Linked DNA regions of Mus musculus: region 2 is linked to region 1. The links are chromatin contacts, called in public HiChIP or PLAC-seq maps. All regions are on one chromosome and are shown on one strand. Each heading gives the region's core, a stretch centred on a gene start, on an enhancer-like site or on the middle of the called end of the contact. The rest is flanking DNA. Distances are from core to core; before and after follow the strand shown. Region 1 holds the start of Ebf4 (early B cell factor 4). Region 2 holds the start of Ubox5 (U box domain containing 5).

What was found. HiChIP or PLAC-seq counts read pairs in DNA pulled down with a chosen protein or histone mark.
Region 2: an H3K4me3 HiChIP or PLAC-seq map of bone marrow-derived macrophages shows a contact between it and region 1, with 4 times the contacts expected there. The contact joins the promoter of Ubox5 here to the promoter of Ebf4 in region 1. A contact is called at or near these places in 10 of 39 promoter capture datasets (the 3T3-L1 cell line, 3T3-L1-derived adipocytes, cranial neural crest and 6 more), 5 of 484 Hi-C or Micro-C datasets (CD8 T cells, embryonic stem cells and muscle stem cells), 3 of 115 datasets of contacts at active chromatin or transcription factors (bone marrow-derived macrophages, embryonic stem cells and microglia) and 3 of 9 other capture datasets (adipose tissue, liver and pancreatic islet).

The regions. Positions count from the first base shown.
Region 1 is chr2:130,294,436-130,297,457 of GRCm38.p6, forward strand. It overlaps Ebf4 (early B cell factor 4), which reads left to right and starts at 1,504. Exons shown (of 17, transcript NM_001110513.1): 1 at 1,504-1,714. The coding sequence starts at 1,578.
Region 2 is chr2:130,628,660-130,632,120 of GRCm38.p6, forward strand. It overlaps Ubox5 (U box domain containing 5), which reads right to left and starts at 1,379. Exons shown (of 7, transcript NM_001255993.1): 1 at 1,257-1,379. Fastkd5 (FAST kinase domains 5) reads right to left here and starts at 1,343. Exons shown (of 3, transcript NM_198176.3): 1 at 1,257-1,343.

The DNA of each region.
Region 1 (3,022 bases), core at 254-2,753:
TTGCTGATAGCCCCAAGGTCGAAGGCCAGATGATTTCTGTGCAGATATAAAAGATGAACGGACTCAGAAAGAAGGCTGGAGAAAAGGAGGTGAGCTGGACTTAGGTTTAAGAGCCCAGCTCACCTGAGCCTTTCAGAAACGTCTACTTGCTTTCAGAAGCAAGAGATTTCTCAAAAACTCAGGTGGGAATGTAAACTTAAGTTTAGGTAATCCAGGGACAGGAACAAGAATGGGAGGTGCAGGACTCGGGTAGCTCAGCTTGCCTGGGGCCGCATCTTCACCACAAGGTGAGAGACCCTTAAGCGCTAAGGCGCGGAGGTTAAGCCGAGGTCAAGTGGCACCAAGGGTGCAGCGACTCCTAGAATCAAGCGTTGGCTGAGGAGAGGGCGGCGCATACTTAGGAGAAGAAGATGGGACCACAAAGATGCTGGAGCTTCGTCTGGTGGCGACGGGGAGGCCGTGGTGATTCCCCAGCGTGGTGTGGACGAGCTGCCCTGCTTAGGCCGGGCTTCCTCGCCGCGCAGCCCCCAGCCCATCCTTTCCCCATCTTCCCTGGCCTGGGCCAGCTTCCCGGCGCCCCTCCACCGAGGCCGTGGCCCCCAGCCCGGCTACGGACTCGTCAGGGTCCGCCCCGCCGCCGCGGCCCCAGCCCGGCCGCTCCTCCCCCGATGATGTCACGTCCCTGGCCGCCCCTCGGCCGGCCTCGCGCCCCGCCCCCGCCTCCCCTGGCCCCGAGTCCCCTGGGCCCACCCGCTTGCGACAGCCCTCCTCTTGCCCGTGCTCCCTCCCTACGGCTCCCGCTCCCCAGGGAGCGGCGGCGGCGGCGGGATGGCCAGGGCCCGCGGCCAGGCCCCGGGGAGCGGCGGGCGGCGGCGGCCGCGGCGGGGAGGCGCGGGGACCGGGCCCCGGGGGGACTCGGCCGGTCTGCTGCTGCTCCTGCTGCAGGTGCTGCCGCCCGGGGCAGCGGCAGGCCCGGGGCGCCGGGGCACTCGGGGGCCTGGCGGCGGCTGCGTCTGCTGGCCCGGCGCCGGCCCTGCTTTTCCACGGGACGCGCGTCTGCTGCTGTTGCTGCCGCCCCGGCCACCACCGTCGCCGCCGCCGACCTCCACGGCCGCAGCCTCCCCCTCTCGGATGGTAATCAGCGCCCCGCGCGGGCGCCGCGGGCGGGCGGGGGAGAGACCCGGGTGGGGGGAGGGCGGGCACCTCGCGGGGCGCTCGCCCCCCCCTCCGACGACCGCCGCGCTGGGCAGCCGCCAGAGCGCGCCTCTGGGGCGCCTCCGTGCGGAGCCGGTGCGGGCTCCGCTCTCAGTCTGTTCACTGGCTCTCAGGCCGCGGGGGAATCCCTCCATCTCCCCGCCCCGCGCCCCGGGAGGGGAGGGGACAGCGCCGGCGCCCGGGGACCCGTTTTCTCTGAGAAAGCACCCGCGAGGCGAGCGGCACTGAGGCGCCGGGACTCCGTGCAGCGCTGCGCTCCTGGAGGCTCCTGGTGCCGTCGGGTCGGGCTGAGCTGAGACGCCCACAGCCTCGGCGGGACGGGATCCCTGGCAGTTGGGGGCGCCCACGAACTGCGGGTCCTTATGTTCCCCGCACAGGACGCTCTGCCCCGCGGTGGGCTCCATCTGAAAGAGGAGCCGCTGCTGCCCTCCAGCCTGGGCTCGGTGCGCTCCTGGATGCAGAGCGCGGGCATCCTGGACTCCAACACCGCGGCGCAGAGGTAAGCGCTCCACCCGAACTAGCACGCTGGTTGGACCGCTTAGTGTCGCCTTCGTCCTGCACGCCTAGCTACTGGAGCGAGGGGTGGAGGGAGTCCTAACTCTTGACTGTCCCGACGAAGTCTCCTGTTCACCCTGTGTGAGTTTGACTTCTTCCTGAGGATATGGGGCGGGTTGCTCACTAGGGTCCAGGGTTCTGGAGGTGGTGTCGCCTCCTCCCGCACACCTGGAGCCATGGCCCACAGTTACTAGTCATCTAGAGATGTACAGCCCCTTCTTCCTGTGCAGTCTCTACCGTTCCACTTGTCCAGTTCCGTGGCTACCCAACAAGAAAGGCAAGAAACTCTGTGGTGTACAGAACCAGAGATGTGGGTGGGGCTGAAGAGAGGCTTAGCCAGTGGGCAGTTAGCCTTGCTGAACTGATTGGGGCTGAGAATGAGGCTGGACTCCTCCGTCTGAGTGGTTTTGGTTAGAACCTGAAGGAGACTGGAAGCTCTTGGGAATTAGCAGAATCGGCTCTGGTTACTTTTCAGGGGGAGGCATAGGGGACTAGACAGGAGACTTCTGTAAGGAATGGACACCAGAATTTGGATGGGGACTTTGAAAGCTTGTTAACTCAGTCACGGCAGCAGCTGGAACCTGGTCTCTGTAACACTCCCTCTCATTATACAACATGGACTGGAGGTTATACGTCTGATCAGATGCTCACGGTGCCTCACGCTAAGTAGGTGTCCCTGCGGACATCCAGGACAGGGTAGGCACTGGCTCTTCAAGTTTTAAATAGCTTCTGTCCAGTATCTGAAGGGTGTCGAAGCAGACCAGGGCTGGCACATCACTCCCATCCACACACCCAGACTTGATCAGGTATCACTTGTGGTGCTTCCCAGCCTCACCCAGTACTAGACAGAGAGTGTTTTCTGGACGAAGGGGTGCAGTATTTTTGCACATCTGTCTTCAAAGAGAGAGTGCTGAGCTTTCTGTTGAATGATCTCTCCTGGACAGGAAAGGGTATTCCAGATGAGCCGATTCCAGTAAGTTAGAGTCTCTAGTTAGAACGGTCTAGCTAGAGACTATAGAAACACAATAACAGATGTTTTAACACTACTGTTCTCCATGTGTTGGTATATTTCCTTGCTCTCCGTGTGTTGGTGTATTTCCTTGCTCTCCGTGTGTTGGTATATTTATTTCCTTCCCATGCCCTTCCCCCACCCCCTTAAGGTTTGTCTTGTGCTAGCCTTAAAACTGTGTGTGCCTCCTTTTCTGTTGGTTATGGCTTTCCCGCTGAGGCGGTCGTGTGACGTTATAGCTGA
Region 2 (3,461 bases), core at 129-2,628, 330 kb after region 1:
CATAAATGGAAGTCACCCATACACATATAATAAAAAAATATAAATTGACCTATTTACATGATAAATGCCAAGACTCCGTTGGGGACCAAATAGATAAATAAATAAATAAATAAATAAATAGATAGATAGATAGATAGATAAATGAGAAAGACACACAGGCACATCAGTCCGGCACAACTCTCAGCTGTATGAAATAGTAGTCTTCAGATTTTATTTTGGTCTACCAAGCAGGACTAAATTCCCTAGGGCTAGCCTTCGGCAACTGAGGACAGTAAGCCTTAGAACCTAGTTCTAGAAAGGCAATGTTCTAAGCCGGGCACTGTTCTACGCCTTTAATCCCAGCACTCGGGAGGCAGAGGCAGGCGGATTTTCTGAGTTCGAGGCCAGCCTGGTCTACAAAGTGAGTTCCAGGACAGCCAGGGATATACAGAGAAGCCCTGTTTCGAAAAAACAAAAAACAAACAAACAAACAAAAAACAAAGGCACTGTTCTGGGTCCTCAGTGTGGGCAAAGTGCAGAAAACATGAGCACAAAATACCAGTTCCCTCTGACGTTGGAGTATCTATATATGAGCGTCACAGGATGAAGCAATGCCCAGATGCCTACACCAAGTGAGCAATGTAGCCTCTGAGAAGAGGCGTGAATCTATCGACTATAAAGGCTCCTGTCCAGAGTTCCCGAGTTAGAGCAAAAAGATCTTAACAGAAAAGGAGCAATTACTTCCTATCCCCGGGGGGAGAAAGAGAAGGGAGAACCACTCCTGGCCCGAGTTGGGTTTGTACAACCAGAAACTGCTTAAAATGAAGAAAGGATATTTGTCCTATTGCCTCACCCCGTCCTAAGCCCTACATCAAACGCTGCTCAAAGTGCTGGCGAAAAGCTGATCAGAAACGCCGACTCGCAGGCGCCGACCGAGACCCTAGGCTAAGTCACTTTGCTAGGGCTTCACGTGCACACTGGAACGGAGAGACCAGGGAGACTGCTATCACAACAGCCCCGTGAGAGACGCAGACTCGATCTCCACCTCGCAGGGGGCTAAAAGCGCCGTCCGGACCCACTCTCACAGCAGTCCGCCGTGATAAGGTGACCCTAGAGGGTGATGCTGAGAGGTGCTCCGGGGCGGCACGAGGACAGCCCGCGGGGAAGCGCAGCAGGCCCGGGAGAACCGGGATGGCGGAGCGCGCGGCCCGGACCCGGCGAGGCCAGAGTGCAGGCAGCAAGTCGAGCCACCTCGTCCTCCCCGGCCGCCCACTCACCTGAAGCCCGCGAAGGCAGCTCCCTAACTCCAGTCCCGGGCCGCCCCGGGTAAGTCAATGCACAGACTCCTGCATCAACCGCTCCACAACCCACTTCCGGCCAGCGGCCCTCACCTTCCGCTTACGTTGGTACCGGAGCCGCTGAGGTTCAAAAAACCGTAGTCGAAGTTTTCCATGACCATTTTCTAGTTTCTGACCTTAGAACATGGAGAGGGAAAAATATTATCCTGGATGGGTCGCTTTGAAAGTAATTGAGCAGAAGTAATTGGCACAGGTTCTGGGTTTTATGACTTTGAAGAAGTCACACAAACTTTTCAAGCCTAGTTTGTCATCTATACAAAGAGAATCATGATGCATTTCTAATAGTGAAAATGCTTTCAGAAGAGGAACTAGCAATGGATAGATGAAAATGTATGCAAGGATCCCGGCATAGGGATGCACGTCTTTAATCCCAGAACTAAAGAGGCAGAGGCAGGTGAATCTTTATGAATTCGAAGCCAGCCTGATCAAAATAGTTCCAGGACAACCATAGCTATATAAAGAGACCGGGAAGGGAAGGGAAGGGGGAAGGGGGAAGGGGGAAGGGGGAAGGGGGAAGGGGAAAAAAAGGGAAAAGGGGGGAAAAGGGGGGGAAGGGGGGAAAGGGGGGAAAGGGGGGAAAGGGGGGAAAAAGGGAAAAAAAGGGAAAAAAGGGAAAAAAGGGAAAAAAAGGGAAAAAGGGAAAAAAGGGAAAAAGGGAAAAAAAGGGAAAAGGGAAAAGGGAAGGGAAGGGAAGGGAAGGGAAGGGAAGGGAAGGGAAGGGAAGGGAAGGGAAGGGAAGGGAAGGGAAGGGAAGGGAAGGGAAGGGAAGGGAAAAGTGGAGCTGGAACTGAAGGTGGGTAGGTCAGGATGGTCTACCTCCCTTAGGAGGGCCTCACACGTGGCTGGTTTGGCTATCAAGGTAAGAAAGATTCTCCCAAGTCCTATGTAACAGAAGTGCCTGTCCCAGGCCTGTCGGTGTCTATTCAGTCTTCAGCCTTGTCAGTGCCATCTATTTGAGACGCTGTGAAGGAAAACTGAGAGAGATACCATACTTTCTCCAAGGCACTGGTGGGGAAACAGGCTATATAAGAGGTTGTGACAAAGAGATTTGAGACCAGCATCCCAGCTTCTGGGTTCTATGTAAGGCAGCCTGCCTGGCTGTGAACATTTGAACATCTGTGCCTTCCAGACCATTGGTAACATGGCCCTCACTGACTGGGGACTTCTTACCTGATTACAACCTGCTCATGAACCCAGAGTGAAAAATCCCACCCCCAGGGGACAAACTTTGATTGCTCCTGGGCAGCCATGACAATCTAGTTTCTCTTTGCAAAATGCTGTTTCCTAGTCTCCTATGAAGTGGGAGGAGCTTATAGCCCACCTCTAGTCAACAGTACTGGAAAGGAAGAGTTATTGCATGCTTCTAGGACTTTCTTGGCTTGCGCATATGGAGGCCAGAGGTCACCATCAGGCAACTTCCTCAATTACTGTCTACCTTACTTTTTGAGACAGTGTCCATCACTGTAACTGGAGCTCACAGATTCTGATTGGATGATTAGTAACAGACCTAGTGGCTCCTGTGCTGGGGTTACAGACAGAACAGGCTTCAGGGCCTGCTCTTATATTGTTGTTGCTGATACAAATTCAGGTTTACATACCTGTATGGCAGGCACTTTATTGTTTGAGCCATTTCCCCAACACCCAGGAAAACTTTTTTCTTTTTAAGGTATCTGTATAATTTTTATAGGTTTGTTTGTTTGTTTGTTTGTTTGAGACAGTGTCTGACTGAGTAGCTGTTCTAGAACTCACTCTGTAGACCAGGTTGGCCTCAAAGATCTGCCTGTCTCTGCCTCCTGAGAACTGGGATTAAAGGTGTGTGCTACCACACCCAGCCTCAGGAAAACCTCCAATATCACGATGAACTGGTGCAAATCAATCTTCTCAAAGAGCTGGGATGCTCTGTGGCAAAGAGGAGACAGGTTGAGTGGATAAGGATGAAAAAATCTAGACTCTAGCTCAATTGTTCTCAGCCTTTCTAATGCTGTGGCCCTTTAACACAGTTCCTCACGTTGTGGTGACCACCAACCATAACATTCTTTTTGTCACTTCTTCATAACTGTAATTTTGCTACTGTTGGGAATCTTAATGCAAATATATGATAGCAGGATATCCAATATGCAACCC